Regions from separate parts of the Mus musculus genome. Here regions 1, 2, 3, 5, 6 and 7 are each linked to region 4. Evidence: chromatin contacts called from public ChIA-PET, Hi-C, HiChIP or PLAC-seq and Micro-C data. All regions are on one chromosome and are shown on one strand. Each heading gives the region's core, a stretch centred on a gene start, on an enhancer-like site or on the middle of the called end of the contact. The rest is flanking DNA. Distances are from core to core; before and after follow the strand shown. Region 1 overlaps Foxn3 (forkhead box N3). Region 2 holds the start of Psmc1 (protease (prosome, macropain) 26S subunit, ATPase 1). Region 3 overlaps Foxn3 (forkhead box N3). Region 4 holds the start of 1700064M15Rik (RIKEN cDNA 1700064M15 gene). Region 5 holds the start of Kcnk13 (potassium channel, subfamily K, member 13). Region 6 overlaps Foxn3 (forkhead box N3). Region 7 holds the start of 4930474N09Rik (RIKEN cDNA 4930474N09 gene).

Evidence for each region. Hi-C and Micro-C count contacts between places; a contact is called where the count stands out from the background. ChIA-PET counts read pairs in DNA pulled down with a chosen protein or histone mark. HiChIP or PLAC-seq counts read pairs in DNA pulled down with a chosen protein or histone mark.
Region 1: a contact with region 4 is called in a Hi-C map of embryonic fibroblasts, with 2.3 times the contacts expected there. The contact joins the enhancer-like site here to the promoter of 1700064M15Rik in region 4. A contact is called at or near these places in 1 of 484 Hi-C or Micro-C datasets (embryonic fibroblasts) and 2 of 115 datasets of contacts at active chromatin or transcription factors (bone marrow-derived macrophages and embryonic stem cells).
Region 2: a Hi-C map of Th1 cells shows a contact between it and region 4, with 4 times the contacts expected there. The contact joins the promoter of Psmc1 here to the promoter of 1700064M15Rik in region 4. A contact is called at or near these places in 3 of 39 promoter capture datasets (the 3T3-L1 cell line, the C10 cell line and pre-B cells), 9 of 484 Hi-C or Micro-C datasets (B cells, the Ba/F3 cell line, Th1 cells and 6 more) and 3 of 115 datasets of contacts at active chromatin or transcription factors (astrocytes, embryonic forebrain and memory CD8 T cells).
Region 3: a Hi-C map of Th1 cells shows a contact between it and region 4, with 2.4 times the contacts expected there. The contact joins the enhancer-like site here to the promoter of 1700064M15Rik in region 4. A contact is called at or near these places in 4 of 484 Hi-C or Micro-C datasets (the C2C12 cell line, the N1E-115 cell line, Th1 cells and 1 more), 8 of 115 datasets of contacts at active chromatin or transcription factors (astrocytes, cardiomyocytes, embryonic forebrain and 5 more) and 1 of 9 other capture datasets (embryonic stem cells).
Region 5: a Micro-C map of embryonic stem cells shows a contact between it and region 4, with 1.9 times the contacts expected there. The contact joins the promoter of Kcnk13 here to the promoter of 1700064M15Rik in region 4. A contact is called at or near these places in 6 of 39 promoter capture datasets (the C10 cell line, embryonic stem cells, liver and 3 more), 1 of 15 datasets of contacts at CTCF or cohesin (pro-B cells), 13 of 484 Hi-C or Micro-C datasets (B cells, the N1E-115 cell line, adipose-derived mesenchymal stem cells and 5 more), 3 of 115 datasets of contacts at active chromatin or transcription factors (embryonic stem cells, microglia and stem cell-derived neural progenitor cells) and 2 of 9 other capture datasets (embryonic stem cells and pancreatic islet).
Region 6: an RNA polymerase II ChIA-PET map of memory CD8 T cells shows a contact between it and region 4, with 9 read pairs. The contact joins the enhancer-like site here to the promoter of 1700064M15Rik in region 4. A contact is called at or near these places in 3 of 484 Hi-C or Micro-C datasets (the N1E-115 cell line, cerebral cortex and uterus), 6 of 115 datasets of contacts at active chromatin or transcription factors (bone marrow-derived macrophages, cardiomyocytes, embryonic forebrain and 3 more) and 1 of 9 other capture datasets (embryonic stem cells).
Region 7: an H3K4me3 HiChIP or PLAC-seq map of embryonic stem cells shows a contact between it and region 4, with 7 times the contacts expected there. The contact joins the promoter of 4930474N09Rik here to the promoter of 1700064M15Rik in region 4. A contact is called at or near these places in 1 of 15 datasets of contacts at CTCF or cohesin (large pre-B cells), 9 of 115 datasets of contacts at active chromatin or transcription factors (astrocytes, bone marrow-derived macrophages, embryonic limb bud and 2 more) and 1 of 9 other capture datasets (embryonic stem cells).

The regions. Positions count from the first base shown.
Region 1 is chr12:99,263,292-99,266,843 of GRCm38.p6, forward strand. The region is part of intron 4 of Foxn3 (forkhead box N3); the gene reads right to left. Among named protein-coding and RNA genes, the nearest start is that of Gm46371, 66 kb to the right of the region's middle. Within about 2 kb of position 1,305, at least 59 of the 459 cell types and tissues checked have an H3K27ac peak or open chromatin away from gene starts, as enhancers often do. A contact at or near this core is called in bone marrow-derived macrophages and embryonic fibroblasts, where this site is marked.
Region 2 is chr12:100,108,762-100,112,265 of GRCm38.p6, forward strand. It overlaps Psmc1 (protease (prosome, macropain) 26S subunit, ATPase 1), which reads left to right and starts at 1,441. Exons shown (of 11, transcript NM_008947.3): 1 at 1,441-1,450. The coding sequence starts at 1,448.
Region 3 is chr12:99,203,740-99,207,440 of GRCm38.p6, forward strand. The region is part of intron 5 of Foxn3 (forkhead box N3); the gene reads right to left. Among named protein-coding and RNA genes, the nearest start is that of 4930474N09Rik, 43 kb to the left of the region's middle. Within about 2 kb of position 2,227, at least 20 of the 459 cell types and tissues checked have an H3K27ac peak or open chromatin away from gene starts, as enhancers often do. A contact at or near this core is called in Th1 cells, where this site is marked.
Region 4 is chr12:99,626,279-99,630,244 of GRCm38.p6, forward strand. It overlaps 1700064M15Rik (RIKEN cDNA 1700064M15 gene), which reads right to left and starts at 1,696. Exons shown (of 2, transcript NR_045288.2): 1 at 1,328-1,696; 2 at 1-50.
Region 5 is chr12:99,962,912-99,966,772 of GRCm38.p6, forward strand. It overlaps Kcnk13 (potassium channel, subfamily K, member 13), which reads left to right and starts at 1,588. Exons shown (of 3, transcript NM_146037.2): 1 at 1,588-1,890; 2 at 2,293-3,369. The coding sequence starts at 3,036.
Region 6 is chr12:99,224,082-99,227,647 of GRCm38.p6, forward strand. The region is part of intron 4 of Foxn3 (forkhead box N3); the gene reads right to left. Among named protein-coding and RNA genes, the nearest start is that of 4930474N09Rik, 63 kb to the left of the region's middle. Within about 2 kb of position 1,305, at least 90 of the 459 cell types and tissues checked have an H3K27ac peak or open chromatin away from gene starts, as enhancers often do. A contact at or near this core is called in bone marrow-derived macrophages, cerebral cortex, memory CD8 T cells and 1 more, where this site is marked.
Region 7 is chr12:99,161,355-99,165,163 of GRCm38.p6, forward strand. 4930474N09Rik (RIKEN cDNA 4930474N09 gene) reads right to left here and starts at 1,454. Exons shown (of 2, transcript NR_038130.1): 1 at 1,189-1,454; 2 at 1-832.

The DNA of each region.
Region 1 (3,552 bases), core at 55-2,554, 360 kb before region 4:
CTTGCCTTAAAAATACAAACACAGGTAAATTAGGAATCTCCGGGGCACACTGAAATGAGTCTCCCGAGAGTCTGAACTTCACCGATAGGCTCTCTTCACTAAAGCCTGCCAACGGTGGAAAGGAGCATTCTCCAATGCATCACCCACTGTCACCGTCTCTCCCTTTTCATGTGACAGAGTCCTCATGGCAGACAGCTCAGGTAAGCGTCTGAGGCAGAAGCTGTCGGTGAGGGAGGATCTGTTGACAAGCACCTACCATAGTCTGTGAGGGGGCCGCCGGGAGGCGGCATCAGGTACTTGAGGCCGCACACCTTCCACAGGCACCTACCTAGACAGATGCAGCTTTCTAGGAAAGAGACATCCTTTTCAGAATGTTTCATGTAGACATGGTCATGCTGCAAGGGGGATAATTGCTACACCACTCATTTGGAAGGCACTCAGCAAGCACCTATTATACACGGGGGACTCTGGCGACTGAGGGAGGAAAGGCTCATGGTCCCCGCTCAATCAGGAGACACAGGCACAAGCCAGCAAGGGACAATGCCAGAAAAGACACAGCAGTGTGCGAGATTCCAACAGGAATTTGGACATGCTCCTATTACAGCCAGTGGGCCAAAGCTGTATGCTTCTCCCTAGCTGGGGCTTCTGATGGTCTGAACATATTTTCATTGCTGGGAAAAAAAAAAATCAAAAAAAGGAAAAATAACTCCTGACACATGAATGTGATATGAAATTCAAATATTAACGCCCATGAATAAAGATTGTTTCTGAACTGAGTCATGACCGTTAGTGTTCATACCGACTTGGCTGAACCCCACCTCTGCCAGCAGAATGAAGCCATTGGATGACATGGAAAGCCACAACATTCGGCATGTTGCCCTTTCCCGAAAAGGCGCAAGAGAGCATGACTGAAGGTTGGGGTTTTGCTTCTGATAGTGGGATACAAATACGTATGAAACCATTAAACTCCAGCTTGCTGTGTGATAATTAGTGAGACAGCAGTTTGGAGAGAGCCCACAAAAACTGCTGCTTACAAAGGAGGTCACCCTTTGATGTCTCCATTTCACAGAGGAGAACCTGGACACAGACATCCAACTTTCCCTTCATGCCCTGAGGAGTGACCCAGTCAGAGAGAAACCCTAACGTTTCTGCCATTGTCATGCATGTGCCCGGCTCGGGCTGGAAGCATGCTATTAACTCTGAAATTCGAGAGGAAAGAGGAAGAATCTAGATGCAAAGTTCTGGGTTTACATTCAGTGCTTTCATCAAAAAGGGGAACAAAAGGGGAACAAACAGAACTCATGCACTGGAGCAAGCCTTTGTGTGTCCTCCCATGTCATGCCTCCCGCCTCCCAGGCGCTTCCTGTACCCACTGGTGAGCAGCTCACTGGTCCTGTGGGACAGTCTAGGCTATCTGGCTTAAGTCCCCAAATCCCTTCCTTTGCTGTGGTACTTCTCTGAGCCAACTCAGCCATCGGGTTCCCAACTTGTCAGTCTTGGGAAGCCAAGATTTCCAGTCTATGATGGCACGGAGACTGGACTATAATATTCATCCCCAAAGCACCTTGCTTTTACTTGAAACAGGGCTCGGTTAAATGTGTAAGAACATGACACTGCTTTAACTTGCCAAGAGGAACTTGAGCTTTATAGTTTACACAGAATGTGGGATGTATTTGGTCCACTATGATACAGGGTTGAGCCTTCAAATATAAAGAGTCCTCAGAGTTAATCAAGTACTTAAGGTATCACACTTTCTTTCCACATGATCACAATCAACTACCATCTCCTTTACTGAGTATTTCTTCATTTTTAACCTATTTCTTTTGTATCATATAATGCAACATGCTTCTTGGCAGCTATGTCCGCGTCCAAACAACACACAGGCCACTAATTCTCCAAAAGCTGCAGGAAACAAGAGATAATCATTACAAAGCATCCAGGACCTGGAAGCACTGTGAGGAAGGAAGAGGTTAAGTAGCGCCAACTGGGATAATAATTCAGTTAACCAGAGGTAAAACCATAGAGCCTAGAGCTTAAGAGGAACTCTCTTACTCTGACTTTGGGAAGCCTATCATGCTACCAGAGGCTCTGTGAAGATACCCAGATTCTAGGTGAAGCCTACATTTACCTAAGCCTCTGCTCTCCATTTCTCTGGGGGGATAAAAGGTAAGCAGAAATATGGCTGTATCAAAAGAATACAAGCCAGGCATGGTGGTGCATACCTACAATCTTAGCACAGAGGCAGGGGATCAGTTTAAGGCTTTCCCTATAACACATTGAGTTTAAGGCTACAGGAGACCCTGCCTCAAAAAAGCTGACTAACTAAAGAAAGATACAATACAAACTGAATTTGGCATTTGCGTGAGCTTTTAACTGGGGCAGAGAATACAGTACCATTTCCTCGGGTGGGTAGTTTTGAGGCACTGGGGTGACCAGGTTTACTTGGGGAGGTGGGGAACCTCTGTACAGCGATAAGAGGCAAGGTCAGGCAGAGGGTTATAAAGGCATGAAGCATCTGCAGCTTGGTCCCTGTGCTGATCTTGGGGACAGGGCCAGAGACTGCCTGAAGCCACTAGTTTAACTATAAATGGCTCCCTCCTTGTCAGTGTTCGGCAAGGGCAGAATGTAAGCCAGCCTGGGTCTGGAGAAAACTGGCCCAGGGGACTGTGCATCTGGCGGTGTCCTCGGCCTGTGTGCACAGGGGGCTCATGGACATGGAGAAACAATGACCTGCGGGGACCTAGCAATCTCTTCTAGGATACTAAGGGTTTAAACAAGTGACCCTGAGGACTCTCGAGGGAGGGCTGCCCAGGATCAGAGCATCTCTGCAGTGCTTCAAGGTGGACAATCTGGTCTAAGTTCACCTGCTAGGTGTGTTCTCCGTTTTGCTAGATGTGGCCTCTAAGGAAGAAGTAAAGGACCCTTTCCAAGCATACCCTAGGATAAAGAAACCCATTTCAAGTTCAGAGTGAGTAAAAAGGGTGGTGGTGGAAGGTCTTTATTTTATTCTCAGTCATGTCTAAAATGTCTGGCTAATGGGAGCAAATTCCTTTGGGTTGGAGCACCAACTAAACTTGTTAATGAAGAAAAGAGAACCAAAATTCAACTATGTTTCACAGAAATGGAATGTGCAGACATGCCTGTCTCAGACCTCCTAATATTAATAGATAATACTTGCCATCACTGCCCCACCCCCAAGTGTTCTTGTACCCTCTCTCCGGCCATGGTGTGGAGCTCCTAAATTCATTCTCAAAATCTGGCAAGTTTCCCTGATTCTGTTGTCCTCGGGGAGGCTCCAGCTATGTTCCTGGGCAAATGCTTAATCTGACAAGTCCTGCATCCTGGTTTGTACCCAGCATCTGGCTCAATGCCTGTGGCGAGAATCTAAGGTCCGAGCGTCCCCACAGGAACCAGCAGTGCCACCTCCGTATTCTGAGCATCACTGTCTTATGATTTACCAGCATCCATGTTTGTGCTGGAGTCAGTGTAAGGCTTAGTGTCAGTGCTGGCGAGAGAGAGCATGGGTCCTGGAGCCAGCTGCTTGGTGGGTGC
Region 2 (3,504 bases), core at 191-2,690, 480 kb after region 4:
CACCACATCTGCTGCTTCTCTGTGCTACCAGTTCATGTCTCCAGCCTCCCAAGAGTAAATTTAACTTCCTCCCTTTACCATCAAAGCAGGCAAGACAAGACCAAAGGAAGTCTTTTATTGAGCCTCATGTTACAACATCCAGGGAGGCAGCAATGGAGTGTCCTCCAGCCAACTCACCCAGCAAGCTTGGAGCAGCCTGTATATATAGCAAGATAAAGATTCAGATAACCATAGCACACGTGGGTATTGATGAAGGTTTGTGTTGGCACCAGTCACCTTGTCCCTTTAACCTTCACCTTACAACACACAGTTTCTGTCTGCTGGACCATCAGGGGAAATAGCCCCACCTGGGCTAGGTAGAAATGATGGCAGGGTCTTCTGAAATTCATTGAATGATAGCAAAAGGTCTGATACAAGGTGTTGGGAACGGCTAAGGCCATCAACTGGGATTGTGTATAGTTCTCAGTGTGTCTGTGGAGTACTCAAAATAGCCAGGTCCTTCGGGCTGTTTGACTAACCAGTTCTTTTGTTCAAAGTAGCTGTTAATTAGGGAGTCAGATTTCCTATCCCTCAAACTCTTACTTAGGAATAGGAACACAAAGAGTACTTACATGGACAAGCTAAAGAATTTATCGTTAACATTAATAACACTAATTAATAACAATGTGTAACACCTGCCTGGGGCCCCAAGCCCCAGTTTGTGTCCCTCCTCAGTGATACTTGGACTCTCTCCACATTCAGTGTCCTGTCTTTTTTTTTTTTTTAATTTTTAATTACTTTGTTTATGTTTACATGTATGAGTTTGCACATCACGTGCTTACAGGTGCCCTGAATGGTTGTTAGTTGCCATGTGGGTCCCCTGCTCTTCACTGCTGAGCCCTCTCTCCAGCGCCTCAAGGGTAATTTTAACACAGTATTAGCCACCATCATCAGTCCCTTGTCATCAGAGGGAAGAAAAAAAAAAAAAGCACACATTTAGATCTCTTTCGGCAAAGAACTATTTTCAAGAGAGCTACAAAGTTCAGAAACTAAAGAAGATCATAAATGCTGTGTACACATCAACTTCTCAGTCCCAAGCGCCATTCCTGCCTGACATAAATACTTCTTCCCAATTATAATTTTGCATCCTTTTAAATTTCTAAAATTTTCATATTTTCCCCAAGTCTCCAACGTCCAAGATCATTGTCTTAAGTTACTGACAAAAGCCCAAGATCAGCTACTTAGAATTCCCTCGAGTAAACTATTTTAAGTGCCCACATGTTTAACCAATCCTTGTACCAAACCGCCGAAATAAGCCCTTCGTGCTCAACTTCGCCCGTGAGGAAGTTGGTCCCGATAGGCTTCCGTAGCCTGTTTTTTTTTTTTTTTTTTAAAGTTACTTCCGTTCTGTCCGGGTCGCTTTGGTGGATGCACTTCCGGCGGTGGCGATTTGGAGGACTGAAGGAAGATGGTGAGTGACTAAGGGTTTCGGCTGGTCGTCTCAAACATCCATGCGCCCCAAGGCGGGAGGACGAGGCGATGTGACGCTCGGGTTCATCGCGGGTCGGAGCGGATCTCACTCCCTGGCGGACGCGGGCAGGATGCACGGCGCCCAGGGAGAGACCGGGCTGTGAACCGCTCGAGTAGGCAGGCGCTGAAGGGCTGAAGCCGAGTGGGACAGCCCGGCCGACGCTGGGGACAGCGGCTGAGCCGCAGAGCCAGCGTAGTGTTTCTCCGCAGACGGCTCAGCGCTCTCCGGTTTGGTTGGTTGAGCCGGATTCAGATGTAGGCACGGAGGTTACCGGGCGAGCACGGTTGATGATGGCGCTTCCGTTCTAGAGCAGGGAGACAATAAATATGTCAGGGAACAGGACCGGGCCAGATCGTTACGTAGCTGTGTTGTAAGAAGGTGGCTGGTTTTGTTAGGGTATCAGCGAAGGACCCTTCGTGGATGTGAAATCTAAATCGAGGCCTAAATTAAGGTTGTAAGGGAGTAATCTGTACTGATAGCTGAGCGAAGCCCGGGCAGGGCAGAGGGTCAGGAAATGCAAAAGGAGGCAACCCTGAAGTCCGCCCGAATCATGAGCTGCCAGGCCAATGCATCTGAATGTAGGTGAAGGCCAGAGCACACAAAGGACCGGTGATGACTTTGAAAAGTATCCCAAGCCGGGCGGTGGTGGCGCACGACTTTAATCCCAGCACTCGAGAGGCAGAGGCAGGTGGATTTCTGAGTTCGAGGTCATCCTGGTCTACAGAGTGAGTCCCAGCACAGCCAAAGTTACACAGAGAAACCCTGTCTCGGAAAAGCAAACAAACAAACAAACAAACAAAAAGTATCCCGAACATGCGCCAGGCATTTCCCCAGAGTTGTTCTTACTTCTTAGAACAACCCCGAAGATTATTATTAATGTCCCCATTTTAATGAGGAAACAGAAATACAGCCAGTGACCATTGGTGGGGCACAAATCCTTTCTTTTCTAGAGCAGTTGAGAAACCCTCTGGGTTTGAGAGACAGCAGAACTTAGTGTGATTTCTGTCTAACAAGCTTTGTGACAATATACAGGGCCGTTAACCTCCCTGGACCTTGGTCCTTTTATCTGCCTGTGTATCAAGGGGGCTTTGAGAATCAAGCGGCTCAGGGGTAAAGAACACCTGCTGCACTTTGAGAGAACCCACGTTTGGTTCCCGGCACCCATGCATGCCAGCAGGCTCCAGAATGGTCTGTAACTCCAGCTCTGAGTAGGTCCGAGCCTTGCGTGTGGTCGAATGTGCTTTATGCTTGGCATCATTTCTGAGGTGGTTTTGTCCTGGTACTGAAGCCACCAGTGTTGTAGTGAGAGGTGCTTCCCTAGGGTGGTGAATCAGTGAGTCCACTGTTACTCCTGTTTCAAGCTCCACTGTTGGGCAGATGGGATGGCACTCGACATGAAGCCTGGCAGCTTGAGTTGACTCCAGGACCCACAAGGCAGAAGGAAAGAATCCCTGGAAGTCGCCCTCTGGCTTCCTCTCGAGTGCCCCGGCATGCGGGCACAGACCCACACGTACACTAAACCACATATCTTTGCACAGGAATTTAAAGGACCACCATTTAAGGCATCGCCCAGTGTTAAGCATTGTTTTAAAGTCAGAAATCCCGATGAGCTTTTCATGCGTTTTAAGATGACAGCTTTTCAGATCGGGAAGGAAGTCTTGTCTGGGTCCCAGGCTGTCAGGATAGGAGCTTGGTAGGTTGCTGCTGAAAGTCTTCTGGGTCCTGTGGATCTCTGGAGAGAGTAAATGACCATGCGTGGCGAGTCTCTTTTCACAGTCGGGGAGGTAACTGACATTAGAGGGTGGCAAGTCTGAACCTCCCGGTTGAGAGGGGTGCTCTCTGGCTGCCAGCTTTCTTACTGGCTCCTCATTGTCGCATGGCTCTTGGTTCTAAGAGGCAAGTAATGTCTACACAGTAAGTGCATACCTGGGAGCCCAGGTACTCATTTTCCACACATTACAGTGGGTGGGGGTGGGGGTGCTTGTGTTTTAGAG
Region 3 (3,701 bases), core at 977-3,476, 420 kb before region 4:
ACCATGCTATAAGGACAAGGCCAGCACCACACTGTTTTGCAAATGAGTTCCATCAACAATTCGGCAATAAAGGCGTTAGATTTCATATAGAGAGGGGTGGGGGAAGTGATTAATGAGAGTGAATGCTCAATTTAATTTACGAGGCTAACATAATCTTGACACAGAAACCAGATAAGGACGGAGCTAGAGAGACGGGCAACATAAACAAAATGGCAAATCCTCGTCTGAGATACCAGGTACCACTCCAGCAAGATGTTAAAACGCAATGAGTCAAGGTAGTGAGCGCTGAGAAATCAAAGTGCTGTGTGGAGGTGGCAAATTTATTATGAAATTCATCATAGTAAAGAAAAAGTTAGAAAAAACTTCAGTGAGTTTAAGGTGATAGATTTTTTTTTTTTGGGGAAATGAAATTCAAGAATTGTTAATTATAAGATATAGCAAAGTGGGACTGGACAGAATCTTGTCATTACTGTAACATACTCTTTCTATTTTCTTTCTCTCTTTTTAAAAATCTCGCTATGTAGACCAGGCTGGTCTTGAATTCACGGCCACCTTAGTGCTGGGTTAAGTTAAAGGCGTGTACCGTCATGCCCGAGTCTTCCTAAAAAAAAAAAAAATATCAGGATCAAGGGCTGGTGAGATGAGCACAAATCATCCAAATTTCCTGTTAAAGCTTGTGGGACGCTCACAGTGTAGCACTGCACAGCAGTAAAAATGACTCAGTCACAGCCGCATGAGGTAATGAACCTCAGTGAGCATGCCGGAAGAAGACATGGCGTCCCAGCTAGCCAAACCAACCAACCAACCAACCAACCAACAAAGTCCAGTTCCAGGGGCTCTGGTGTTCTCTTCTAACAGCCGTGAGCACTGCACACATGTGGTATACAGACATACAATCAGACAAAACATTCACAAAACATAAAGGTCGGAGGGGGTGGGGGTGGGGGTGGGGGTGGGGGTGGTTGAGCGAGTCCAAGCACACCAGTCTGAAGAAGGATGGTAAGGAAAGGCAGGCAAAGAATCACTTCAGAAAAGCTGCTTAGAGAACGCCATCTTACCAAGCCAAGTTCTCCAAGTTCTTCAGAAGACCGGAAGCCAGAACTTGGGGTTTGTAGTTTTCCCCAGCATTCGTCAGAGAACTTCAGCCTAATTCTACCTGAACCTCATCTTCAAAATAAAGTTCATGGCTCCTTTTAGTCCTAGAGTCCCATCTGAGGGGAGGCGAGGGGAAGGAGTCTAGGGCTGAGGGGCTGCCACTTCCTGGGGTCAACAAATACAGAGACATACAAGGTGACAATGACAAACACGGCTTTCATGCACGAGCTCACAGAACACAAACAGGAAAGGAAGGTCCGGAACCTCTCCCACATTCAGTGGCCTACCCCGAATCTGCAGGAGCTGTGGATCTTCGGATACAGGGGGAAGAAAGGAACCATTAGGACTTCCAAGCACCAGAGATACAAAGGATGCCCCAGTGGCTGCTGATCGCTGCGCTTGAGGAGTCGGGCAGAGACTGTTGCTGGGACACGAGGCCCAGGAGAGACTCTAGTGTTCTTTCTGATGGCTTTCTTTGGATCCTTTCTCCACCTCACTTTTTAATATTTTCTTCTGCCTCGAAACTTATCTCCCCCCGACCCCCAAGACAGGGATTTTCTGTGTAGCCCTGGCTATTCTGGAACTTACTCTGTAGAGCAGGATGTATTAGAACTCAGAGACCTGCCTTCCTCTGCCTCTGACTCCTGAGTGCTGGGATTAAAGGGGCCATCATCGCCCAACACACATAATTTAATAATATGTTCTGAAGCTGCCTTGAAGGTCACAGTTTTAGAGACAAAAGACAACAGCTGCTTGGTCTTGCAAAACACAACACAACAATACAACACAACACAAGACAGTGTGTGAAGAGACCCCTCTACTTCTATCTTCAGGATCCATCAATGCTACACCCTCGGAACATCTCCAAGCAACCAGGAACAGAGCTGGCCAAGAAGGGTTCTCCAGATGGTCTGACCTCAAGAACTGGTAGTGTGACCAGCAGCAATGGCTGCCTTGTTTCCTGTTCCTCGGAAATGTCTTCAAGGTTCTTAGAGACCCAAATGAAATCAAGCAGTCTCATATGGCGACTACAGGGAAATTCCTTACGGTGGGGCATGCAGAGGGCTAGACGTGCATCACTCCTTAAAGCCTTACCACAAGTCTGCGCTGCACTAAAGGTGGCAGCGGTTGTTCAGCTAAAGCCACTTCCTGATGTTCAGGACCCAGCCTCTGGTTCGTGGGAAGGAGACCTGGGAGGCTATGGGGCTCCTCACATCTACTGTAAGCATCTGCACTGGAGCTGACTTGGTATGCGCAGGGCTCACAGCTGTGCTAAAGTCAATAATCCATGGGACCCATATAGGTCTCTGGGACATGGGACCCATACAGGTCTCTGTGGCTCTCTGAGCCACACCCAGGAGTCTGTTTCCTGAGCTTCTCTGCATAGATTCAGGACGCTGTGGCCCTACAAGGGCTCACCTCATACCCACTCTCTCAATCCTCTGGGAAAACTGGGGGAGTCAGGTCGTTTTCATTGGGGTGGCCCCAAAGGGCCAGTGAGATGGTTTAGCTGCTAAAGGCAGTTGCTGCTAAGCCTGAGAATCGGAGTTCAAACCCTGGAACTCACACAGTGGGGAGAGGAAATGGGCTCCTGCACATAGCCCTGACCTCTATGCTCCCCACCCCCAGACACATGACATTTAAAGAGTGCCTGGGGACTGCTCAGTGGTTACGAGCACTTCATGCTCTTTCAGAGGACCACAGCTCAGTTCCTAGTACCAACGCGGTGGCTCGCAACGTTCTTAATTCACAACACCCTCTCTCTTTTAGTCTCTAGTGGGCAACACATGAAGGCAAAACACACATGTACAGTAAAAATTAAAAACAAACAAACAAACAAACAAAAAAACACAACCAACTTTCTATATTTAAAAAAAGGATCTTGAAATTAAAACTAAGCTGTTTCAGACCCGACAGGGTTGTGGCCTCCCTACCTGGGAGGCAGCACAGGGCACTAAGTGGGAAGAACTCTGTCTGCCTCTTCTCCCAGGTCTGTGAGCACGTGCTCCGCTAGATGGAATCTCTCTCATATAGATATCTGTTGTATTAGGAATGGAATCTCATGGGTGTCAGGGGGGCACTCTGACATCATTTCCAGCCATTCTGTAGCACCCCTGCTGGGATTCCCCCCAGGAAAAGCAATAGAAGAAGCAGGCAGGGCGCAGAGGTGAGCAGTGACCGCGAGGGGCTGCATCCCGAGCACGCTACGGCCCGGCAAATGTAAAGATAAGCAGCTTTCCGATGTCTAAGGATGGGCCAATCTTGGAGGTTATTGAGTAAAAAGTCAACACGGCCGAGTCAATTACACTATTGACAGATGCTCTTACGGGGAGGTTTCCCATCATAATTATATGCAAAGGAACCCAGCAAATACAAGCTGTGTAACGATCAGCTAATAAAAGTAACACTTCACCTATGTCAATAACAGTTTCAGACTCAAGACAAACAAACATGGCCTTTGCCACTCAGTAGAGAGGGGAAAAAAAATCCCTGAAAGACAAATATTTTCACTTAAGTTGGGAAGTGCTTAGAATTACGTAGAAAACCTGTCACACAAAGGAGAGGCGGACCCTGGCCTGTAGTGGGTGCTAGTGACTCTCCTAGGT
Region 4 (3,966 bases), core at 446-2,945:
TAATCTTCTCCCCTCCACCATGTAAATGATACTGCTCTTCTGTTTTGACCCTGAAAGGAGAAAATGACTAAGAGTCAGAGAATAGCTATGCATGTGTCCATACACCTTGTTTCATAGCTAGACACGGTGGTGCATTCCTGTGGAGTAGGAGAGCAGGAGAGTTCAAGGCTAGCCTTGGCTACACAGCAATTTCTTAAAACTGTGCTCTTTTTTGTTATTGTTGTTGTTTTAGACGTTGTCTAGCTGTGTAGACCAGGCTGACCTCCAACCTGCAGTGGACTTCCTGCTTCTGCCTCCCCACAGTGTTACAGTTACAGGCATGTTCCACCATATCTGGCTATACTTTAAAAACTCAGTCACCGACATCAGCCATCACTGTGTGTGGGTACAGATGCACCTGGGCCTGCGTCCTCTCCTTCCATCTTTATATGGCTTCCAGGGGTCCTACTGACTTGTCTGGCTCGCACGGCAAATACCTTTACCTGCTGAGTCATTTCATCTGCGTCCCCATAAATACTTTTTATATGATCATCTCACCAGCTACAAACTAAAAAAATCGGTAAAAAGTAGTTTTTAAAAGCGATTACTCTGACAAAGCGATGGGTAAGAAAGTTGCAAGTGAATGATCCTTCGGAGTGGAAAAGGTTAGCTGTAAATATTCTTTTGAAATATACCGTGAAGGATTTTCACTTTGAGATTAGGGCTGTTCATGCCTCCAGGTTCAAGTGTTGCTCAATCAGCAAGGTGCTCAATTCCCGGTGATTGCTGCTCGGGTTTCTTGTTGATCGAGAATATGCATAATCTCAGCCCAGAGACATTTACCATAAAAATGAATCTAAGAAATAGGCTTTCATTTAAATTTTCCAGTTGCAGTGGATCGAGGAAAATATATGCAGAACATTAAGATGTGAAAAGCTCTGATTCAAACAAGACCAAAGAGGCTGCTTCACTATGTCCCTAACGTTGTGTTCGAATTTAGATGGCAAGCTTTTCCTGTTCAGAGCCCTTGTCAATTTGATTAAAATCACAAACACGTGACTGACTCCGCCTCAGTTAAAAATACTCTCAAGCCAGAGAATGAGCTTTGTATATGCGAGTGGCTTCTCCTGCCCTAGCGAGACTATTGCCCTAGCAAGGGGCGGAGTGGGGTGGTGTAAACGGTTTAAATTTTAAAACCTCTAACCGGATTCTCCGGGTGAAGCCCACTGCAGATTGCCAGTCCGGATTCAGAATCCAGTATACGGACATTTTCGATTTTAAAATGGCCCTTAAGAAATGGATCATTTATTTCAACGTTGTTTTCGAAGACAGAATTTGGAAGCCTCACCGTTTTCTGCATATACTCTTTCTTAGACTTAAAAAAAAAAAAGTCTTTCAGGAGAAAACATTTGCGTAAAAGAAGCACAGCCTCAAGGCCGCTGGTGTGTGCGCGTGAGGGAGCGCGCACGCACGTTTCTGCCGAGTTTAGACATTGCCGGGAAGATCAACTCGGTCCCCAGGAACTGAAAGTCTCCAAGCCGTGACCCGCCCCCGTAGACGTGGACCGGAGCACGGGATCCGGCTACGCCGGAGGGGCGACTCGGTGGCTGGGCCATTCTGGGCGAGCTGGGGCTGCCGCCGGGCCGCCCACACGGGGCTCAGGGCCCGAGCTTCTCGCAGAAGCCGCCAGCATCAGGCGCGGCGGCTGCGCTGCCATGGCAACCATGGCCTGCCGGTCCCCGCTCTCGGGCGCCGGCGCTCCAAGCCCGGCGGGGCGGGGCGGGCGTTGCTAGGAGACCTGCAGCGGGCGTCCGCCTCCGCGGCGCGGTCTCTGGGCTTCCACCCTTCACCTACTTCTGCCTGGTGGTGACTGAGGTGGGGGGTGGAGGTGGGGGTAGGGTTGACGGCCACGTGGTGGCCCAGTGTCTCAGAGCTTCTTCCTTTGGAGAGAGTCGCCCCTTCCTGGCCCTCATGAGGTCCACTTTCCTTGACCCAGGAGCAATGTGGCCCTTTCTGGGGAGGAAACACCTCTGTTTTGTTTCCTCTCCCCTCCCTCCTCGTCTGTCCTCACTTGATCTGATTTAAAAGTCCCTAAAGTCCCTGGAAGGCTTCCTAACCCACTGTTCTTTCCTCTCTAGCCGGATCCATGTCTTGCGTTCAACCAGGAGATGTGCAAAGCACTTTCTGTATGTCATCTAATTCTTTTAAATAAAAATCTTATGATATAGAGGTTAGTTAATTCATTTAACATAAAGTGTAGCCAAGGTCAAACAGCTGGGTGGATGGGACAGGATACTCATGAGGTCCAGTTTTTTTAGATTGCTCAAATTTCCCCCTAGGCTGCCTCTTGGCTAGACCCCCATTCTCTCTGCTGTCCAAGCACGCATACCCACACCAACTGGGACATGCTGTCTGGAACAAGGTCTGACAAGAGGATTGAGAACTTGAAATCAGAGATGGCCAAAATACCTTTGGACAAACGGTTTACACTGGGATGCATCCCTGATAATTTGCAGATGTCCCTGTCTGTAAAGTACTCCTGGCACAATGAGAAACTCGAAATTCTTAGTAAAGAGAGAAAATGGTAACCAAAGACTGACTCGCTGGTTGTGGTTATCCCGTGTTGGGGTAGATCCTTGGAAGGAGGGGTGTAAAAAATTGTTTTCTACTAAACTATGTCCACAAAGTTTACCTATTTATCATTTATTTATTTTTCCTAGGGAACTGTTGGGTTGTCATGGATATGTGTGCAAGCTATTTATTAAGGAAGTGCTTCCAGCAGAAACTATTATAGGGGGAGTGGTGAGGAGCCAAGCTAAAGAGTAATAATTTAAGGTGAAGATCCAGCCACAGCTTGACCCAAAGCATCCATTTCACAGCAAGGGTATCCCTTGTACAACCATTGTTAGTTTTCTCTCTCCCTCACCCCAGCCCCGCCTCCATCCCTGCAGCCATCTTTGGCTGCATGGAACCTTGTGAGCATAAACACCTAGTGTTCTGGGACCTTGGCTGGGCCAGGATGAATTAACTATTGTAAAATAAAGAAAGGAAGTCCTCTGTCGGAAGTTGGAAGTCCGAGATGTGAGCAGTAAAGCATCTAAACACTCGGGGGCTGGGTGGGACCTGGCAGGATGGGAAGAGACTACCTATAGCACCCATTACAGTCTATCTCGCCACCCCCACCCCTCCACCCCACAAGGTAAGTCTATTCCACTCTGCCACAAATTATTCAAGGTTCTAACTGGTGACAGATTTAGTGAGATTAAACCATAGCCACTGATTCTACAGTTGGTCCAAAGCAATAACTAATATCGATCTACCCAATTACTATCGTCTTCTAAGAGCCCTCTGCTAAGCCAGGTGGCTCAGTCTGACTGAGCCAACACTGAGCTCGGTTGACCAAGTGAGCCGACACCGATTCCTTGAGAAATCAGAGCTCTTTGCAACCATGTCTCCGTTACACAGTGGTTGCTCCAACTGGCTTATTTTGAGTTCAGCCTGGGTATGGAGGAAGCTAGTATCACCCTGGTGGTTTAGCTGAGTATCAGCATCTGCCTTCCTGTCCCTTCATGTGTCAGTAGTCCTGCCTCCTCCTCAGGGTTGGTTTCTTCTGACAGTATGGTAACCAGTCTCTGCTTTCAGAGTGCAAAATGGGCTGTAGCTCTTAATTGGATTTCCTTACACATCCCTTAGTACAAAACACCTCCCTCAATGAACTAGAGCCTTGTAAGGAAGAGGAGCATACAGCCTCCAGGAGGACCACTGGGAGCGACAGTGAGCCAGGCTGCCCTTGTCCTTAAGGCCCAGGTATCCAACTCAGTGGAAACGCTAAATAGGAGCGAGTGGCTTTAGGCATATACTGCATCCTGAAGGATGGTGCCTTGTGTTAGTCTCAGTGCTGGGATAAAGTGCCGGACAGAACAACTGAAGCGTGCAGTTTGACAGTCCTGTTGGTCATAGTGGGGAAAGCATAGCAGTGGGGGCATG
Region 5 (3,861 bases), core at 338-2,837, 340 kb after region 4:
AACTGGTCTTTAACAAAACTGAAAACTTTGTCAGGAAACTTTTTTAAAACAAGTAGGTATTCCAGAGAAGAAGAAAAATAATGGTAATAATAGTTGCAAAATACACACCTAAGAAAGGACTGGTAGTCTAGATTATATAAAACACTGCCCTTCAATAACAGGGACCATTGTGTGTGTGTGTGTGTGTGTGTGTGTGTGTGTGTGTGTGTGTGTGTGCATGTTGTATGTGTGTGCACATGTGTGCATGTGGAAACCAGAGGGGCTCTCACTGAACCGAGAGTTCACTGACTTGGCTACGGAACTGTGGCTAGCCAGCTCCACTTGGCCCTACCTGCTCAGGAGGAGTAGGATGTCAAAAGTCCACAGCTATGCTCATCCTTCTGTATGTGTGTTGGGGAGCTGAACTCTGGTCCTCACACTGTGATGAGCACATTACTGACTTGGCCATCTCCCCAGCTCCAAAACCAAGCTTTTAAGTGGGCAAAATAGTCCAACCATTTACAAAAGTCCAATATACAAGGTGTCCAGAGAACACAAAACCCCAAGGAGATAAGTTTATGTGCCTGTATACAGAAGGCTTAAAAATAAAATGGCTGGCTCTGTCAACAGTCTATAGGATGTGGACACTGCATTGTTGTGGGTTAGAAAAAGCTAGTTTGAAATGATGTCAGTCGGTACACTTCAGGAACACACTTTACACAAGACACATAACTGGTTCTTATGAATACAGAGACCTGAATAAACAAAACCAAGTTCTATAAAGGAGAAATATTCCATGGTGGAAAAAGAAATCAGAATAGTGGCTACCTCTGCAGGAATGTGGGTGGGGATTTACTGGGAAGATATTTGTGGGAGCTTTAATCCTTTGGTGGCTTTTAGATGATAAGGGAGGGAGGCCACCATTGTTTGGCTCCCAAAGTTATCAGGACTCACCTAATGGTACAATGACATGTCATTGCATGCAAATTTTACCACAAAAGCAAAAATCCGAGGATAGAGCTCTTAATAATGGCCAATACTGGCTGGAGATGGGGTGAAAGTGTGTGGGTGTCTACAACCATTCAAAGTGCATCCTGAGTGGGTTGGTGACTAGAAAGGAATGGGTAAATATAAGCAAGCCTGGTAAACTGTCACTTGTAGAATCTAGGTGGTGGTGTGTTGTGTCATTGTAAACGTCATTCGATTTTGATGTACTTGAGATGTTTCTTAAACTAGTAAAGGTAATTGGGTTACTCACCCTGGGTGTGAACTCAATACCCTCTAAAGTTCTTCCTCCCCAGGAGACACAATGCAAGATAAACGGTCTGTTAGTTACTCTCACCAAAATCATTTGCATCTATTCAACAGAACTGCAAGCTTTTCTAGTTCTGTTTCTGGCTAGTATCGTGGGTGGGTCTCCTGGGACCACTCTCTCTCTCTCTAAAGGCGGAGAAATTCTGTTTAGACCGTGGGTGGCTATGAATCCATTCCTTCACACAGCTATATTCGATCCCCTGTGGCTAAACTGCTGGGAACCAGGTGTGTCTGGAGGGCACGCAGCGCCCTCTTCTGGCCTGAGAGGAACCCACGCAGACCATCGAGGCTCTCGACCTATCTGTTAAGCAACCACTCCAGGGATCTGCACTCCCTGGTAGAAGCATCGCTGTTTAGAGGTCCAGGCGAGCGCCAGCGGAGGAGACCTGAGCAGGAGACTGGCCCTGAGGCCAAGGGGCGGGTACCGGGTGGAGTCGCCTCGGTTGGCAGCTGCAGAGCTCCACCTGTTGCAGTTTTTGAGCACTCCACAGAGAAGGCAGCTCTGGGCACGGACTTCTGCTCTCAGCCCCACTGGGCAGGGCAAGGCCACTTGAGAAGGGAAGCCAGGAACCATCCTGAACCTGTTCCACAGAGCAGGTGCGTTTGGGAAGGTGAGACGCGAAGGCGACGGCGGCTCCAGAGCTCATGGCAAGTTGGGGGTCTCTGGGTGGGCGCCCCAGCGGTTCACAAAAGAACCTTGTTGCCGGCTTACATGTTGTAGCTTGGAGTTCTCAGCTCAGCGCCACTGACTGCGCAAGAACTACAGAGCCGAGGCGATCAAAACCGGGTGAAAGAGATGGAACTCTTCTGGCCGCTGTCCTTGGCCGGTTCTCCGGGAGATGGGCTGGCAGGGCCGGCACGTGTGGACAGAGAACGCCCGGTGCAGGCCCTAGAGGCCAAGGGCGATCTGGTATGGGGGAAGTCAAGGAAGGCTCCCTGGGAGGATGCTTCTAACTTCCTTCACTGTTCCAACCTCCCCCTCTGTTCTCCTCCCCACAGCGGTCCGCCCTCGTGCTGCCGTGGAGCCTGTGTGCCCAGCAGAGATCCGAGCCGGCTGATCTGCCTCTTCGCACTGTCCCTGCGTCCGTGCGTCTGCCCCAAACCCGTTCCGACCTCTGAGCCCTGGTTATTCTGGTGGATAGAGGCTCTCGGCAGAACATTGTCACTAATACGCAACACAGATCCACCTGGAGAGGCACCGAAGACAGAGAACAGCCCGTATCCCAGCCATCACAGCTTGGAAAGCAATGCTCCGAGGAACCCGGACCTTGATGTGAAGCTTACCCGCCGATTCTCTCTGGACCCACGACCTTTTTTTTCTTCAAGAGGAGTTCAAGTTCTAGGGAGTTTGCCTTGAAGGCACGCCACGCCCCCTCCCCAATCTGAGCCGAATTAGGAGCTCGGGTGAACCCGGGTCGCCCGCACCCTCGCACCAAGTCGAAGCAGATTCTGTGTCCCGACCCTCTGGTCTTCAGCCTTAAGGAGAACTCCAGAGAGGACAGGGAGGCGGCGACGACAAAGCGGATTCGAAACCACGAGTCCAGGCGGACGTGGGGAGCTGGCTACACAGGAACCACCGAGGAGGCGGCGGCGGCCGGGAGATCCACGCCGCCTTGGGGAACGCGCGGCGGGCATGGGCGAGCCCGCACGCAGAGCAGGCTAAGGTCGGCAGAGCACATCCTCCCCGGGGCGTGGGCACAAGTCCGCGGGCAGCAACCCTCGCGGAGCTGTCCTCCAGTGCCATGGCTGGCCGCGGTTGCGGCTGCAGCCCCGGCCACCTGAACGAGGACAACGCGCGCTTCCTGCTGCTCGCTGGGCTCATCCTGCTCTACCTGCTGGGCGGCGCCGCAGTCTTCTCCGCGCTGGAGCTAGCGCAGGAGTTGCAGGCCAAGCAGCGCTGGGAAGAGCGCCTGGCCAACTTCAGCCGGGGCCACAACCTGAGCCGTGAAGAGCTGCGAGGTTTCCTCCGCCACTACGAGGAAGCCACCAGGGCGGGCATCCGCATGGACAGCGTGCGCCCTCGCTGGGACTTCACGGGCGCCTTCTACTTCGTGGGTACAGTGGTTTCTACCATAGGTAAGTGAGCCGCCTGGTCACACCATGCCCCTAGTTCCTGGGCCCTCACAGGACCTAGCATCTCACCCTTGGGGTTCTCCGCTTGGGCGCCCAGCGATGCACCTCGGGATTCCTTTGTGGCTAATCAACAGGTGTGAATGGATCCCAACCACACCCGAAGATTATTAGAATTACCCCAGACCTCTGCCTAGACCAGAACCAGCTGCTCTTTGTTAGCCAGTCGCCAGGAATTTGAATGGTTCTTAAATTAGGGAAGCGCTTTTGTAGACAGTCAGTCTGGCTCAGCAGACAGGGCTGAGTTCGTGAATTCTGTGGAGAGAGCTTACAAGGAGACACAAAGCTAGAAACGTTTACTGAGTGTTGAACTATGCACAAGCCACTGCTCAAAGAAAAGGCCGTGATTTCAAACTTACAGAGAGACTCTCAGAATTCCAAACTGGAAAGAGGCAGAAGAGTGTAAAATGGGGCTCAAAGAATGGGCCGTGTTTCCTT
Region 6 (3,566 bases), core at 55-2,554, 400 kb before region 4:
ACACAGGATAAATGAATGGGTGACTTTATCTTAGCCACTGGTCGGGTGAGTAGAACTCAGTCCTTGGCTAGGGATGGCACCTGAGTGCGGGGCTCAGGATGGACAGTGGAATTCACTAGGGACTCTGTCAAAACCAGACGGCACTGAATTGTGCATGCAGAGGGAAGCTAAGACTCCGTGCAGGGGCTGTGAATGTGACTGGAGAGAACCCAGAGCAAAGGCAAGCGGACGGAGAAAAGAAAAGGAGGACACGACCTCTCTAGACATGGGTTGAGGAGCAAGTTTGTGTGGATATAAGGGAGAGAACAGGCAGAGGCATCCAGGAGAGTCCACAGAGGGCATGGCCAGCGAATGGAGCAGGGATCCATCATAAGGAGAGGAAGAGAGAGGAGCCTGGAGTGTCTGCTAAGAGTTCCAGAGGCCAAAGAGTTTGAAAAGGGGCCAGTGTAGCCCAAATGGCTGGGCTATAAAGCAGCCCCTGGGTTGGAGAGCTCAGGGTAGGTGGTGGGGTAAACCATCCAGGAGGACCCATTAACAGGTAGGAACTGAGGGATGCAGGGACAACCTCGTGGCCCGTGCCGACTTTGACTGGGTAATAGGCACCTCAATCAGCCATCTTCTTGAGGCCTAATAGAAAGCACTCCCTCGAAAGCCTTCCCTTCCCATGACTTTTCCTGATCATTTAGCTCTGAGACAGCTTTACCCATTTTCTGTAACTGCGTGTGAGAACGACATACCAAGAAGTATTTGCTTAATTCCTAAAAATAGAGAGAAAAGACCCGATTCTCTCTTAGGACCAAGAAACACTAGAAAACAAAGAAACAAGCCATAAAACGCTCCAGGAAGTAGCAAAGCCCTTCTAACTGAGCCCTGTTTCTCAACTGGGGGCGATTTCCCTCTCCCTTGCCCAAGGACATATGGCAATGTCTGGAAACAGTTTTGATCATCATGACTGGGTGGGATGGTTAACACTCCGCAGTGCAGGATACAGCATTATCTAGTCCATACGATGAGAGTGGAGAGAAACAGTGGCTGAGTTAACATGTACACGTGCTACAGCTGAGAAGGGAACCTCTGAATCATTGCCTCAAGGAGAACACAGCAAAAAATGAGACATGAAAATTCACCTTGTTGCTTATCCCTGTCTCCCCTGCCCTCCTCGTGCAAAATCTCTGAGAGAGATATAGAATATTTGCATTTGTGACTCTGAAGTCACTGACGCCTTTGGCTTCCATTGCAACCAATCTAAAGCAGCTGCAAGTGGTCTGGCCGGCAGCAGAAGGGAGTTGGTTGTGCGGTCGGCTCTGGTGACGTCACTTGCCACCACTACCTCTACTTCCCCTCTGCCTGGGTGTTGTGAAGACAGAAGCACTGGGGAAGAGCCAGGAACAAGAGGAAGGAAGGAAGGAGCTACAGGCACGGGGACTGAGGGACTCTCATCAGAACTATGGCTTTTCCTCAGGGTAGGGAAAGCAGCATCATGGGGGGTGGGAAGAATAAGAAGCGGCCTAACAAAGGCTGATGCCAGGGTGTAACTTCAATCACTGCCTTCACGCAGGGAGGAGCACAGAGCACACCAGGAGTGCATCGAAAGGAAGGACTCAGGGTCAGCTGGGCTGGTGACACAGGCCTCTAGCCATAGCAAGGACACTTTAGACCTTCCAGGTAATAGTGTGGCACACTGGCATACCATTATCCTGGTACTTGGGAACAAATGCAGAGGGATTGCCCATGAGTTTGAGGCCAGCATGGTCTACACAGAAAGCTCCAGGCCAGCCACTGCTGCAATAGTGACTTCTTGACCGAAAACAAAGTATACTGAAGGCAGGGGAAGTGGAGGAGGGATTGTATGGAGGATAAAAACTTTAGCTGAGCAAGCCCCATGATCTGAGAGTTCGAATCCTGTAACCGAGGAAAAGCTGGATGTAGCCTGCCCCTGTAATCCCAGTACTCCCCTGGGAAGATGGGAGGCAGAGACAGAAGAAAGATCTAGAAGCTCCAGGGACAAACTAGCCTGGAGTAAACGAGAGCAGAGACAACAAGCTGGATGGAGAGAGAGACCAACTCCTCACAGCACGTGAGGTGGCACAAGCTCTCCCCCACAAGCATACATGCACACATGTACAAAATTATACAAATTTAAAAAATTAAAAGGCCCTCAAGAAGGGGAGACTTAGAGGCACTGAGAACACCTCCAGCTTGGCCACACCAGTGCCATCTCAGAGGCAAGTTATCTGAGAGCCAGACACCACATAACCCTCCAAATCTGACTCTCCACATAGGATGCATCCAAACTTGTTGCTCTGAAGACAGCTCAAACCATGGAAACTAACAGCCAGAGTGGAGAGCGGGAAGAATCTGTAGCAAGGCAGGCCAGGGGAGGATGGGTGACCCACACCTGTAGCTTAGATGTCAGCAGGTTCTCATTTCTACATCCTTTTAGTCTTTCTCAGATTAAAACCTGACCAGACAAACCTAAGGAAAAGAAAGAATTGACTGAATCCACAGGCCGGCATCATCACTAACTCTGAAAACCGAAGAGGGGAATAAAGTTTATCCAAGCGACAACCCCAGTCCAAAGCAGCTTTCTCACTTTGCCAACCAAACCCACTTATTACCCCCAACTCTGTTTCCTGTTGAAAAGGATGCCGGGGAAGGTTGTAGGAGGTCAGAACTGAGCTCAGATGCCAGGGCTGTGGTCTGTCTAGGTCTACACTGCCCACGGCTAGGGTGGCACAGTGTCTGGGCTGGGTCTCAGGGTCACAAGTGCTGTTTCTCCATTTTCTCCTGGCAGCAAGGACCTTACTGTTGATGTCTCCTGAGCTCTGTCTACTTTGCTGAATCTGTGTCCAAAGCAATCGAGCACAGTGACTGCAGTTTTCGTCCTGATTATCAGCGGACACCTTTCACCTGCTGTTCTAAATTTCACGAACGTCTGCCTCTGTAGCGCCTCTGACTAGGTGACAGATGTCTCTCTACCAGCTGCCTGGGAGGCAAACAAGCTGAAATGGATTGCACAAAACAATCTAAATTTCCAGACTTGAAGAGGACAGAGGTACGAGACCTGATACAGGTTAGGATTTGTCCTGTGGGTCACAGGAAGAGGAGTTAAGTCCGTGAGATGCCCTTTGGGCTCCACATCTCCATTTTGAACCCTCTTGCTTACTGGTGGTTGTGTTTTGTTTTGTTTTGTTGTTTTTAAACTAGGGATATAGGGAGAAACTTTGGCACATGCTGGCTTCCTGTGGGGCTCCTACAAGAGCTCAGAACTCCCCTCTCTGCCTCCCCCACCTTAGTATCTGGAAGGAAGGACATTTTAAGTCTCTTAGTTGGAGATGACATGAAGGCCATGAGATGAGAACAGAAACCAGGGAGGGGCAGTGGGAGCACCAGACAGCTGGGCACTAACTGGCAGTGGAGCCTGTCCGCACTCAGCGCGCTTCCTCTCTCTGTGCTGCCCAGTGCCCCCTGCCCCAGTCAACTACCCCCATTTACTGGAAGACCAGCTGCTGCCCTGCTTCCACCCTAGACACTACCTCCCCGCTCTGTGAGGTGCTCAGAATTCC
Region 7 (3,809 bases), core at 204-2,703, 470 kb before region 4:
ATTCCACAGTTTTCTGGGTGTCAAACTTAGGTCATTGGGCTTGGTGCTCTGTTGCCTCTTTTTTCTCTCTCCCATTTGACAGCCATTTCCTGACTCACGATGACATGCAAAGGACCATCTCGGGCCCTGGAGGAGCAACAGTGACTGGGGTACAGTCCCAGCCTTCAGAACCTATTGCCCCGTGAGCCTCTGCTTCTGTCTGTTAGTCTAGGAAGCCTACACTGAGAGATTGCATGACTTTTCCAGGGTCATAGATTCTTGCGCAGAGCCAAGGAAAGAGGCCCAGCAGAGATGCCTCTATGGAGAACATGACATCCCCATTGGAGTCCACGGCTGATGGATGAGGGCAGAACGCAGCCACACGTCTTCAGGGTTGCCTCTACCCTTTGGAATCCAATAATGTCTGAGAGAATAAATAGGTTCCATAAGGGCTTCAAGGAGCTCACATGAATGATATGGCCGGAATGAGTTAATACAGGGTGAGTTAAAAAGGCTCACATCCCTAACCTTTAGAAATTGACTTCAGCAGAGGCAACTACTGAGTTCTTCCCAGAAAGCATCTCTCCACCACGACTGCCAGAAACAGAATAAAGGGACAGACCCAACTTTGTTCTGTTCTCATTCAGTATGTCTTATTTCAAAGGTTTTGGTGTCTCTGCCTCCCCTCAAGAAACAGGAACCAAGCGCCTCAGAATTTATAATCCAGAATTTATAATCCAGGGACTGACTCCCTCACAGGATAGAAAGGTTAACAGAGGAGAAGGAGATCCGTTCCCGAGGTGAGCACAGAAATCCCCTACTTGGCTCTTTCTTGTAGCTCTGGAAGAAACACCTATAGTTGGGAGAAGAACAAAGGGGGGAGTAGTCACAGCGCAAAGGCATACAACAAACTGCCCTTCCATCACCATGGTAACACCACCAGCCCCAGGGAAACCAGGAGGAAGCTGCTACCCCCACCCCTGCCAAGTTCTGCTTCACAATCTGAGTGGCCGCTTTTAGGTAAAAGGAAAAACTGGAGATAGAGCTGCCCAAATTCTCAGGCTCACTTCCGTCCCGAGCCACGCCCTCTCGCTTCCCGAAGTGTCACGTGATCTGGAGACGCTCTTGTCTCTTCTCCAGATTCTCCCATTATCATCCCCTCCACAGAGGTGTTCTACTTCCTCCCAGATGTCAGCTGCAGTGACTTACATTTTAACCCTGGTGCCCCGTGGACTGTCTGAACTAGATGGAACCCCAAGCTAAAGGAAGGCAGGGAAGCCTGACACGTTTCACGATCTGCCAAGGCTCTTCATTGTGTCTGTGGAGAGCTGTGTCCAGATCACAGCTTCCTGGCCTATCACAATCTGCTTCATTATGATCTGAACATTCTAGAAAGCATGTGCCTCCCATAGTTACATTCCAGACCGAGCCTCCTCCGGGGTGTTTCTCTGGTCTTCTTTCCTTGAGGCAGGCAAGATTCGAGGTTTCTTAGCAACCCAGGAGTCTACTTGGCTCAGGCTATGCACTCTCCATTCTAACAATGCAGCTAGAATCCCAGGACCCTGCATGGAGTTGCATATACACCCTACTTCAAACAATGGAATGAGTTCTTCTCCCTTAATGTGTCCCCTGCCATTCATTTTCCTCCCCAGAAGAAAAATCTGTCCCATTAAACAGTTCCTGCCAGCGTCAGTCAGCTGTCAGTTGTGGAATATGGTACCCGAGATCTTGAAAATCCTAAGGAAGAAAGGTTGATTCTGGCTCACAGTTTCGGCAGCTTCGGTCTGTGCTCCCTCGGCCTTGCTGCTTCGGATCTGTGTCGTTAAGGAGTAGGAAGCCAGAGAAAGGGTCAGAGGAAGAGAGAGGCCACTCCCACATCACAGCTGGATTGTGTCTAGTAACCAAGGCCACCTATCTGTCAAAGCCCTCCATCAAAGCCCTCCATCAAACAAGGCCATGTGTTTGGGGTTATTTCTATCCTACCTGGTGAAATGGTAAGCGGGGAGCGAGGACCAATGAAAGGAGTGTCCCAAGGGGCCATGGCGTTCAGAGACCACTTGGCGGCCTGCCAGCTTCTCGGGGACCCTACCCTCCAGGCTATTCTTCGCCTTTTCTCTCTGCTTCAATAAACACCAGCTTTCACTCTTTCTGAGCCTTCACTTCTTTTGTTCCTGGGAGTTCAATTCTTTGTCAGTCTTTTAGGAAGGACCTGAATCCTAAGCAGCTGTTCCCACGCTCAGGACAGCGTAGCCTTCTGGGGGAACGTGTGGAAGAGGAGGTGTAGTAACATCACTGTGACCCGGGAAGCGAGAGAGAAAGGAGAGCTCTCCAGTTCTCCAGACTCAAGGATCTAACTCCCATAATACACCCTTCAAAGGGAACCAAGTCTCTAGCCTATAAACCCTTAGGGGACACTGAAGATCCCAACATAACACTCCGTTCCTCCTTTCCTACATTTATTTGCCTAGAGCACATACCAGTGCACTTTGTGAAACTGTGCCTTTATCTCTTCTGCACATGTGGATGAAATGATTCGCGTAACCACATTTGCCTGGCTTCTTTCCCTTAGCAAGGTTTGGATTTATCTGCCTGAGGCTGGCATGCCTTGCTTACTCTGATTATCTTTAGTTGTATCCATTTTCCTGAAAACAACACAACGCCGTCCTTCTTTATGACTGAAAAACATCCTACTGCGTACGCATACACCACTCTTTATCCTGCTGGGTTGGGTCTGCAACGTATCTGTTGTGGTTAGTGCTTCAATAAACATCGATGCGCAAGCATCCCTGGGATGTGCTAAGCTGGACTCCACTGAGTAAAGACCCAGGAGTGGTCCAGCTGGGCCATATGATAGAGCTAGCTTTAGTTCTTGCGGCAAGTCTGTCTTGGTGTCCCTAGTGGCAGGACATTCCCACCTTCATTGAACAAGTGCCCTTGAGTGCATGTCCTCGCTAGAGTTTGTTGCTTGCTTTGTTGATGTGCTCTCATTTAGTAGCTGGAGTGGAGAAGATGCGGTTGGAGGGAAACCTCACATGAGGTTTTCAAGTATGGACTTTCTAGGTAACACTTAGAGGTTTGAGGGGCAGAGTCTCAGGATTGAAGACCCACAACATGAGGCACTCAGGATACTATAAGAGTATTGATTCCTTCCAGGGCTTCAAGCCCCATCTCCAATGTCTTTTCATGTTAGAAACAGAAGGCAGCCTTTTATTGAGTACAGGTCTATCCACTGGCAAGGGAAACATATAGGACCGTAAACATTGCCAAAACAGGAAAGCACCTATGTAGCAGGCCCAAGGCCAACGTGAAGCAAGAGCACTTGGCATCTTTAACTCCTCTTATAGCACCTGCCTACAAGGTGTTGCTGTGCAAGGCAGGTGTTGCTGTGTCAACCCCCAAACTCCTGGGAGGGGGACAGGGGTGTCTCATCCGATACCGATTGCCTGTCATTGTGCACAGAAAGGAGCCTGTTGCTCCTCCTGACCCTTGAGCTGCCTTCTACTCCAGTCTATTACTATTGAGGACAGCAAGGCTACAGATGCTCAGCCCAATAGACTGCCAAGAGGCTCCTTACCAGCCCTAGGATCTTATGCAGTGAAGATGAGGTAGAACCGGGCCACATGCAAGAGCCAGGCTGATGCTTTCAGCACATTCCCTCCCTTCTCAGAATGGTGGTCTTTCTTACCAATGCAATGTGGTCCCTGCTGCTCTGTGGTAAACTCCATAGACCTTAGTTTTGGATTTCCCAATACCCCTGACACTGAGGTTCACTAGGGGTGTAGACCAACTCCTATTTACCTTCTTTTCCTTCCTTCCTTCCTTTTTCTTCT